Regions from separate parts of the Mus musculus genome. Here region 1 is linked to region 2. A link is a contact called in public Hi-C data. All regions are on one chromosome and are shown on one strand. The core of a region is the stretch at or near the end of the contact, and the rest is flanking DNA. Distances in the headings are between cores, read along the strand shown. Region 1 overlaps Asic5 (acid-sensing (proton-gated) ion channel family member 5). Region 2 holds the start of Tdo2 (tryptophan 2,3-dioxygenase).

Evidence for each region. A called contact is a pair of places that touch in the nucleus more often than the background predicts.
Region 1: a contact with region 2 is called in a Hi-C map of liver, with 3 times the contacts expected there. The contact joins the enhancer-like site here to the promoter of Tdo2 in region 2. A contact is called at or near these places in 3 of 39 promoter capture datasets (liver and macrophages), 5 of 484 Hi-C or Micro-C datasets (liver and nephron progenitors) and 3 of 9 other capture datasets (adipose tissue, liver and pancreatic islet).

What each region holds. Positions count from the first base shown.
Region 1 is chr3:82,019,711-82,025,317 of GRCm38.p6, forward strand. Asic5 (acid-sensing (proton-gated) ion channel family member 5) reads left to right here. Exons shown (of 10, transcript NM_021370.2): 10 at 1,223-1,523. The coding sequence ends at 1,383. Among named protein-coding and RNA genes, the nearest start is that of Asic5, 26 kb to the left of the region's middle. Within about 2 kb of position 3,596, at least 7 of the 459 cell types and tissues checked have an H3K27ac peak or open chromatin away from gene starts, as enhancers often do. A contact at or near this core is called in liver, where this site is marked.
Region 2 is chr3:81,973,142-81,978,810 of GRCm38.p6, forward strand. It overlaps Tdo2 (tryptophan 2,3-dioxygenase), which reads right to left and starts at 2,587. Exons shown (of 12, transcript NM_019911.2): 1 at 2,518-2,587; 2 at 2,183-2,288; 3 at 1,180-1,270. The coding sequence starts at 2,552.

The DNA.
Region 1 (5,607 bases), core at 2,346-4,845, 48 kb after region 2:
CATGATATATATATATGTGTGTGTGTGTGTGTGTGTGTGTGTGTGTATCTCCACATGTATACATATGTGTGTTGTGTGTGTGTGTGTGTCCACAGTTATACACACATACACACACACACATACATATCCTATGTAACTACTCTACAGTACTTTACCTCAAACTTCCACAGAGGGTTTCATCACAGGGAAAAGTAAAATGGTCCTAAGCACGCAATATTATTCATTTCCTTTACAGCTGCTCTTAGCTTCTGCTATTGCAGCACAGAATCTTTAACAAACTACTGATTTTCTAGATGCAGTTACACACTCGAGGAAGGCACACAGGAATCAGAGGAGAGCATTAGATGTAGGCATAAGTCTAGTCAGATCAAGCAGTTGAGAGTTGGATAGTGAGGTATTATCCAAATTCATCAAATCTCTGGCAGAAAACAGACTTCCACAGTGCATTTAGCAAACACCATTTTTCTAAAGATGAGTCCAAGCAGATGATTAATAATGTAATCTTCTTTAGAAGGTAGTACTAGAACAGGAACATCTATGGGGTAAAGCAAAAGGGAGAAGGCTGGGTTCTTGAGGATGGAGGGAATTCGGAGGTTATTTTCAACAGAGTTTTTCTGGAGAACATGGAAAGGTTTTAGAGATGGTCATGATGAAGACCAAAAACTGAGTGTCCTTAGTGCCTTAGAAGCACACACTTACAAATTGTTCAGATGTAAATGTTGTGAGTTTCGATGTAAGTTAAAAACATGTTTTAAAATGCAGTGCTATAAATATATATTTTGGTTAAATGAACCATTTTAATATTTAATATAAAATATAATTAGGATACTAGCAGGGTCACATGCATGAAATTTATCTTCTTGGAAAACAGCATAATCCATGTAAGGCCATTTGGTACCAATTTCCAGTTCTGCTTAGCATTTTATGAGTGCACATTACATTGTAGTTAATTCTAGAATTCCAAAGAATTCTAGTCTTCCAAAGTTTAAATCAATTATTGGAAATAGTTTTATATCATCTCCTTTTGGAAATGATTTGTGTGAATATTATTATTTCATATTACTAGTGTGTATTATTTTGTTTAAACTAAACTTGAAAATAATATAATTTATGTATCATCACATCAGTTGTAATAAAACTATTGGATTCAAATATTATATATGCTAATAATATTTACTTTTTGTTGTATAAAATGTAATTTCTTTATGAATTTTTATTACAGCAGATGTTGGCGGTCAGCTGGGACTGTTCTGTGGAGCTAGTTTGATTACAATTATAGAAATTATTGAATATTTTTTCACCAATTTCTACTGGGTACTCATTTTCTTTTTGCTGAAAATACTTGAAACGATACAGCGGACTTCTCCACCTCAGGCAGTTTAAAAGAATGTGAATATTCTATTAAAATAAAAGTGTTGGTTTTCTTTTCATACTACATTTAATTATAATCGCTTATTCACTGTTATGAGACTTTATGTCACAGTTTGGAAAGTCTAATAAAAATCATTGAAGATTCCCATTTCTGTACACACACTTTTCTGTCTGTTTAAAATGTTCTGTATTGTCTATTTTTTCTATTGTAGCTTCAAAACTTAAAGTAGTAACAATTACATGGTAGGCATATTTTAATCTTCTTATAATAATTAATGGAAAAATCTTTACATATGTAGATTAATTGCACCCAATTAACTGTATATGGTTGTGATTAATTTTTTTAATGTCTACCTGCCACATCCTTGAGACACCTGGAAATAGAGCAGCCATTCTTAACTGTGGGTCACAACCCCTTTTGTTTGGTCAAATGACCCTTTCACAGGTGTCACCTAAGATCACTGGGCAATACAAATATTTACATTATCATCATAACAGTAGCAAAAGCACAGTTATGAAGTAGCAGTGTGAATAATTTTATGGTTGGGGGTTCACAACATCATGAGAAACTATATTTAAGAGTCACAGCATTAAGAAGGTTGAGAGTCACTGGAATAGAGCCTCAGTTGAAGAATTACATAGCTCAGGTTGGCTCATGGGCATATCTGTGGGGATTATCTTGATTTGCAATGGACTTAACTCAGTGTAGGCAGCACTCTTCCATAGGGAGAGCCCTGAACTGCATGAGAGTGAAGGAAGCTACTTAAATCAGCAAGCAGGCAAGCCAGGACTCAGATGGCTGCCTATGCTCTGGCTGTTCTTAACTGCAGATGCAATTCCTCAAGTTGTACTGCCTTGACTTCCACTCAGAAGTGGACTGTGATCTGGAATTTTAAGTCAAATAAACCTTTCTTTAGTTTATTTTCATGATGGTATTGTTATCATAGGAAGAAAACCAAGGTAGAACAAGAGGTACTCAAGACAATTGTCCATTTAGCAGACATAATTCATGCTTTGTGAACTATCTCAGAATTTTTACTTTCATTAAACCATAGTACTTTTCTTCTTTCTTCTGGATGGCTTTATTGTAACTGACTTGAGGGGGCAGGAGTCTGTATTTTCTGTACAGGCAGATTCATAAATTAAGTGTACTTGAAAATGGACTGGATCTGTGTTATAGAGGGGACTACACAGCACTTCAGCATTTTCCTCCAGCTACTTCTATGTGTTTATTTAATCTCGACAGAAACTCAACCATTCCACTGATTATGCTTTAAGCAATCACCTACTTTCAACTCAGAATCTTCCTTCGATGGTGAATTGCTACAACGCTTTCTTTAATACACTGAACAATAGTGCTGTTGGTTCAGTTAGCCTGTGCTTACTATGTCTGAGGGCCTGCGATCAGTCTTCAGCAGGAACGAAATGGATCTAGTTCCCCGTTCTTTCCATTGTTTTTTTTGGATGCCTTTCCTGCCTGACCACATGGCACCTTCACACTTTCTTGCTAGGTAACCAAGAGAGCAAAGTTCTGAGAACTAACACACCGTGACATGGAAGATACTGTTCCGAATGAACATTGGTGACCAACTCTTTACACTGGTTCTCAGCATCCAGACAGTTCTGCTGGCATCTCAATGTAGGAGTGATATCTATTTGGGAATTAGTGGTGAGAGGATGAAATATTTGTCCTTGAAAATGAAAGTTTTAAATGTTACCTGGAGAAAAGTTGAATAACCTCCTAGAACGTTGTGAAATCTGTGGTGTGAGCAACCCTGGTGAATGATTACAGCGACGAGCCACCCCCAAATCATGTAGTTTTGACCCAAACAGGAGCAGATAGGAATATAAAATCAAGCGCCAAGCCCCTTCTTATCAATAAGTGATAGACCATATAACATCCGAAGTCTGTAGGTTACCTTCTCAGCAGGAGTCATATGTGCAAATAAATAAAGGTCAAAACATCTTAGTTCACACATGGAAGAACTTGTATGACTAGAAAACAAGATGAATAATAGGAACACTGGAGAAAAATGCTAAAACTGGTCTATTCAAGGGTTGAAAAAGCATGGCAGAGAGAGAAAGCTGACAAGGTCATTGTGACAGTCGCAGTAACTTTGCAAGGGACTCCCTTTTTAGATCCTGCAGAATCTCAGCTAGAGTACAGAACACTCTTCACCTCCCACCGCCAGAGGAGTTTTGTAACAGTGACACAAAAGCGATGTTGGGGAGGCAGGAATTAGATACAAATGCTGAATAGTCTCTGTTCAGAAGTTGGCATATGACTTGCCATAGTTATTGCTGAAATTCAATGAGGTAGTACTTATAAATAAACCAGTGAGCTTAGTGTTACCAAGAAGCAAAGGCCACTTCTGAAAATCCAAACAGAAGTTGGAAGGTGAGGAGCTGGTAGAGTTGGTTATCAGAGCTAATAGCTAAGTTAACGCTGCAGGTTAAGAAGCAAGAAATACCTGGGGCAGTTATAACCAAGCCTTGTGGGACACACTAGCTGCTTGAGCACAGGACTTTACTGTCACTCTTAAAGAATCTCCATCATTTCTCACGTCTTCTCCTCCACCACCTCCTATCCTGTGACTTCATCCCTGGAATGATAACAATCTCTTAAGGACTCTACATTGCTCCTTAGCTAATTATGTCATGGGGTACAATGCTGGAAAGCAATTCTTTTTTTAAATTTTTTATTAGATATTTTCTTCATTTACATTTCAAATGCTATCCCAAAAGTCCCCTATACCCTCCCTCCACTCTGCTCCCCTACCCACTCACTCCATCATTGGGAAGAGAGGCCCCTTGTTCTTGCAAACTTTATATGCCCCAGTACAGGGGAACACCAGGGCCAGGAAAGCAATTCTTTTAAGAATTCTACGTGTGTGTGTGTGTGTGTGTGTGTGTGTGTGTTTACTCTTAATTCAATACACATCACTGCCTTATGATCTCTTACAAACCAATCACACCATGTCCTAAGCACCATGTTTAGCTATTTCTTAAACATAGTTATGCAGGCTAGTTTGCTGGGGCAGTATGCACTTCAATGTTTCATTCATTTCTCCTATTTTCTGAATAATCTCCTTCTCATGGAAATGTCTAAATTTCTCTGACTTTTGAACATATGCATTTTCTGATAAATGTCCCCCAGCTTCTTCGATCGCAATTTAAATTGTCTGCATCTAAATGTAAAACGTGCGAGCAATAGGGAACCTTTACTTGCACTAAAACAATGGATCTGCAAATCTAGCCAGATACTTGGATATACTTTATGTAAAATTTAACATAGAAAACTTTATGCAGGTAATCTCCACTTTCTCTTTTGAATATTAAAGGTTTCCAAAAATGGCAACTTCAAACTAAGAATGAAATGAAATGGAGAGATGGCTCAGAAGTTAAGAGCACTGGCTGCTCTTCCAAACAGCTGGAGAGATGACTCAGAGGTTAAGAGCACTGGCTGCTCTTCCAAACAGTCCTGAGTTCAATTCTCAGTAATCACAAGATAGCTCACAATCATCTATAATGAGATCCGGTGCCTCCTTCTGGCTTGCAGGCATACATGCAGGCAGAACACTTACATACAACAAATAAATAAAAAACTAAAGAAAAAAAAAGAATGAAATTAAATGAACAGCAATAATTTGGATTATTTCCTTCATATTTGCATTCATTGAGTCGAGTATTCTTATCTTTTTTTTTTTGGCTTTTAGAGACAGGGTTTCTCTGTATAGCCCTGCCTGTCCTGGAACTCACTTTGTAGATCAGAGTGGCCTCGAACGCAGAAATCTGCCTGCCTCTGCCTCACGAGTGCTGGGATTAAGGGCGTGCGCCACCATGCCAGGCTTATCATTTTTAATTCTGTTTATACCCATAGATTAGAGGTACTTCCAGTCTTGGGCAAAGGAACCTCTTTTGCTGTGGGAAGCTGCACAGAGACTCATAGCTCTTATCAAGGTGCTGTTATAATGGACTGTTGATAGCGCAGCACTAAATGTGACATCTATTTCATCTCGCTCACTCTCCAAGGCTCAGAGGAGGTTGTGAGAGAGGAGCCAGGCAGGAAGAGCCAGAGGGTAGGAAGGAATAGAGGGAAACGCTGTCTTTAGCACATGAAATGATCATTGCACTCATGAGCTCACCATCGTTATGATGACTTACACAACACCTAGACAAGGCCAAGTCAACATCCCAGCAGGCAGCTCTCACGGAACTCAGCGGGTCACAACAAAA
Region 2 (5,669 bases), core at 1,337-3,836:
TGGAGGAGTTCTAATTTTTATATTTAGGTAATGAACAAATCAAATGCTTGCTAAGTATTTTGCATGTCTCTTTCCAGGGCTAACTTCCTCTGGGTAGTTCTATGAGCCACTCTCAGCATACTGTAACTAAAGTGCAGAAGACAATTAAATCATGGTGACTACGGTCTGTTAGAAGCTTACTGTGTGTTAAACTCTCAGTGTTTACTGAGAATTATTTCATCTCATTGGTATGGAAACAAGTATGAATAATGAATAACTCCTCATTTGGTGTAGGAGGTCTTAAGTCTAAGTAATCTTACTAAGATTATGTAATTTGCCACAGTAGAGATGCCATTCAAATTTTGCTTTGAGCTCCATTTATGCTGATTATCCAGGATTCCTCTCTTACTGATTTTGCTTTAGTACAACCCAACAAAAATGAAAAAACAAACAAACAAATGAAAGACAGGCATAATACAATGTGCTTATTCTTTCCAACCATTCATTTCTTAACTAAAAGGGTTTCTGATGTAACTGAGGGAAGTAAGAACTCATTTGGACAAAGGACAAGAACTCATCAAAAGGAAAAAAAAAATCTGAGTGTGTAGAATAGAGGAGAGCTCCTGGACAAATACACAGAGTCACAAGGAACTTGACAACCACACAGCAGGCACTCTTATCATGTGTGAAACTGTTCATGATATCTTGGAGAACAAGGCCCTTCTGAAAACACAGACTGCTTGCCTGAATGCCATTATGCAAAAATAAGGAATCTGAAAAATATTGCCAAATATAAAAACTATACATTTTTGCCTAATATTCCATTTTTATAAAATTACATGAATTTGTAAAAAATATTTAAAAAATAATCCTATAATGCAGGGTTTTCAGTGCTCCATGAAAAAAAGTGGCATTTTAGCTTGCAAATCCTTTGTGAAATTTTGAGAGCTGAAAGGTCTCTCTTGAATTAAGGACAAAGCTAGGAGACTAGTATAATCTTTTGTCCACTGAACGGACCACAAAGATAAGGACAAAAGGCCAGAGAGGGTCCTGCGAAATTTTATGTGACACAAAATATTCTCATGAGTATCTATGGACAGTTTCTCAGTCTTTTATGACCTTACAGATAAAGACACATTTGCACTATTGGTGACGGATAATTGCAACACTCACTCCTCGTTGCTCACCCTCAAAGCTCACCTTGATGAGTTATGATGAATAGGTGCTCGTCATGGATTTTGTTCCCTTTTACTTCACTCTGAAGTTCTTGCGCATTCAAAATCTTTTCCAACTTTAAATAAGAAAATGAGAAGATGGATCTTAAGATTTCAGCTCTAGGGTTGTGCACACAGACATTAACAAGAAGCAGACTACAATTCTGGAAAAAGTACCCCTGAGTCAAGTCCTTTCAAACTGTGATCGGTCTTTAAAAAAAAAAAAAAAAAAAACAGTAAATGAGTTTCATCATCAACAACAAAAAGTAGGTTAAATTTGCGATTTTAAGAATAATTGTAGTTGCCGTTCTTCTCCAAAATCCTCAGTGAGACAGCACTGTCCTCTCAAATGCCAGTGTTCTCAGGACAGTATGGTGGGAAGCCAACCGTTTGCTTCAAGTCTGCAATACTTTTCTTTCCTCCTACTCAAAGGCTTCTGGCGGGTTTTACATTCATTATCACTTCATCCTTACAAAACTACCAAAGAAGCACGAGAACTTTAACCATTTCCCACCTTAAATTTTTAATCTGAAAGCGAACCATAATCACCTCCCAATTCCCAATGGAAAGCTGTCTTTTATTTCCTAATGGTTTTGAGAAGGTTCTGTGTACCTTTAACATTTCTACATTGTAATGTGGAATTTGCAGATTTCCGATGGGGATTTGGGGTTCTGACCCCCATCTTTTCACATGTGCTGAGCACAGCCCGTCTGCTATCTGCCCTGTGCTTTATCTTTCACAATCTCCTGTCCAGATACAGAACTTTCTGCTGTTGCAGAGCCTCTTCTAGGAAGGAACATTTCACCACTCAACGTGCCATAGCAGATTTGAATAGGCACAGATATCTACGAATAGAAAGGTCCGAAGGTTCAGAAAACTACTGGTGATTGAAAAAAAAAAAATACAGTCAAGTGAAAGACCATTTAGAGACAATTTAGTGGCTGATGACAGCAGCTAAAGCCAGCGAGGGGTTGGTTGCCAGCACCTACCTGCAAGTAATTGCCATAGATAAGTCCTCCTTTGCTGGCTCTGTTTACACCAGTTTGAGCTCTGTCTTCTTCATTGTCCTCCATAGATACGTTTTTCAAAGTGTATCTGCATTTTGAGTGAATGACACAAAAAATTAAAACAAACAAACAAAAAAACCAAAAGCAGAGTGCCCATAAAATAAGAAAGTACAACTCTGTTTCTAATTCTGTCTGGTTTATTAATAAATTAACAGACTAATAAGAAGCAAGGAATTAACTTTTAAGTCCAGGAATTTGACTGTTTATAGGCTAAGGCTGGAAAGTTCCCTTCCATATAAACAGAGATAAACACTCACCCTACACTGTTTCCTGCAAACGGGCACCCACTCATAGTACTGAAGTGTCTCAGGACCACACAGGTTTGCTAGGTCAGGAATGGTATCAACCTTCCCAGATACTTTAGTGCTTGCCTTTTATGTATCCTGATTGCCAGACACAGCCAATCAGCACCCAGCTTACACTCTTAGCCCGGATCTCATTTCGTACTGGTTCAGAACTGAGCCTCTGTAACTTGGGGGTGGATTTTTGTTGGGGCACAGCTTGTTTGCTAGCAGGGCGTGCCAAACCCTCTAACTTGCCAAGTTGAGCTTTTATATCCAACATAGAAGACATCAAATAAATCAATAGAGGCCAAGTCCATAGACATTTACACTTAACTACTTAATTCCAATAAAGTTTTCTATTAGCATAAGAATCCTTAAAGAGAATGGCATTATAGGCAAAAGTTTAACTTCTCCCAGTAGTGTAGTCTCCTGACTTCTGAGAAACAAGTATTGAAATGTCAGCCCTACTCAGTAGGGGGAAAAGAATAATCTCTGGGAAGTAGAGGGAGAGAGAGATCTAGAAGGGAGAGAGGAGGGGCAGGGAAAAGGAAGGGCAGTTCAGATATGGGAGGAGATGGGGGAGAAGTACAGAGGGTCAGGAGTTTGAAAGTAGCTGTGTAGCAGTGGGGGAAGGGGAATTGGGAGTAGCCACTAGGAAGTCCCAGATGTCAGGGACCCAAGAGGTTCCCAGGACCCAAAAGGGAGAACATTAACTCAAATACCCAACAAAGGGGAGATAGAACCTGTAGACCCCATATCCAATGGACAGGCATGGCCCCTAGCTAAGGGATAGGGCCACCCACCCACCTCAAAAATATTAATCCAGAATTCCTCCTCTCAAAACGAAATGCAGGGAGAAAAAGTGGAGCAGAAACTGAAAGAAAGGTCATCAAGAGACTGCCCCACCTAGGGATGCAACTCATCTGCTGACATCAAACCCAGACATTATTGCTGATGCCAAGAAGTGCTTGCTGACAGGAGCCTAGTATAGTTGTCCCCTGAGAGGCTCTGCCAGAGCCAGACCAATACAGATGCAGATGTACAGATTCAAACATTGGACTGAGTGTAGGGACCCCAATGGAGAAGTTAGGGCAAGGACTGTAGGAGCTGAAGGGGTTTGCAACTTCATAGGAAGAGCACCAATATCAACCAACCAGACCCCCTAAAGCTCCCAAGGACTAAACCACCAACTAAAGAGTACACATGGAGGTATCATGGCTCCAGCTAGATATGTAGCAGAGGATTGCCTTATCTGGCATTACTGGGAGGGGAGCCCATTGGTCTTGAGGAGGCTTGATGACCCAGGATAGGGGAACACTAGGGCATTGATGCAGGAGTGGGTGGGCAGGTGGGGGAGCACCCTCATAGAGGCAGGGGGAGGGAGGAGGGGATGGGGACTTGTGTGTGGGGGAAACTGGGAAGAGGGTCAACATTTGGAATGTAAAAAGAATTTAAAAGTCCTTGGCAAATGAGATTCTCTAGAACAAGCTGTTGCTGCTTAAAGCCACACCCAGTCCATATTAGCTCATCTGGCTTAGCTCTTTTCTCATAATCAAAAGTAGCACACTGTACCAACCTTAAGAATTAGACTCAGCTGAGGCATGCCAGTGACAAGGAGTGACCCATCCACACCCGTGCCTGGTGCGAAAAACGAGCAATTACCACTTGTCTACAGTTCTGAAAGATAGCAGCAATACAACGGCCTTTCTATAAACGTCACTGCTCTCACAAATAATGGCTTTGTGTTCTGTTGAGCCAAGACAGAAGTTCCATCACCCTGCCCATAGACAATTTGCACTGCTATTAGGAAATTGACACAGACAGTGTCGCCCACTTATCCCACTCAAAAAGAGATACTTCAGCCTCAAGTTTCTCAGAGTAATCAGAAGCCAGAATCAGCTTCTAGGCTTTGCTCTAACTGTAATTGGGTAATATGAAAACAAAAACAACAACAACAAAAAAAACTTTAATCCCAGCACTTGGGAAGCAAAGGCAGGCAGATTTCTGAGTTTGAGGCCAGCCTGGTCTACAAAGTAAGTTTCAGGACAGCCAGGGCTATACAGAGAAACCCTGTCTCGAAAAACCAAATATATATATAGTAACTTCCTAAATAAACAAAGCCTTTAATTTTTGTAATTTGGTAGAATCCAATGCACATTTAATTCTTTACTTTATTACAGCTTAATAAACTTAAATGTTTAATTGATAAATAGTATAAAATAATGAAATGCTATGTTCCTGGAGAACTTGGAAATCACCAAACTCCTCTGGCGTATCTGCCTCACAATCTGTGTTCTGGCAATGGCCTGGTCGTTACTTATTTATGAGACGGAGGGAGCATTACCTAGGGAAGGGCTATGCTCACTGCTCGCTTCCCTGGTGACCTGGCCCAGAGGGTCTGGGTCAGATTACATTTGATTGACTTCATTTATTGACTTGTAATTTTAGCTAGGTAGGTCCTTACAGGAGAGAGGGAAATGACTTATTTCACTTTCTTTAAGGCTTTTTTGCTGCGAAGTGCTCTTTACTTATGGATTATCATACTAATACAAAGGGAAGGAAAGGGGCTTTTGCTCTATCAGTTAGAGAAGTAGATATTTTGAGAACAAAATAATTTCCCTTTTGTAACATTGCATTCTGCATGAATCTCCTAAGAAGTCTCTACTTAGTGGCTTCTTTTCCCAATTCTAGACAAATCATCCAAATATTTAAAGCTGATGAATCAGAGAATGGGTAAACTTATGGAAAGTAATTTGCTTCCTCTACTCAGGGTGAGCAACTGCTGTTGCAGAGCCTAAATACAGTCACTCTTGATAGTATTTGCTAGAACAACCAAATAAAATTTGTAAGTAGTTAGAGTCTGGCCAATACTCAATTATTTTCCTTCATGGAAAAATTTATGATTTGAAGTTTGTTTCAGACTGGTAAATTATTTCTCCTTTGTTTTTTTTATTTTTATTTTTTGGTTTCTGTTTGTTCATTTCAATATGGGGATAGGAATGCAGTACCTCGTGCATGTTAGGCAAACTCTCTGTTACTGAGCTACATGCCCAGCCCTCCTCAGTACTGTATTGCAAAGTTTTACAATTATCCATACGTGGTACCCAATAAATCTTATAGTCTCC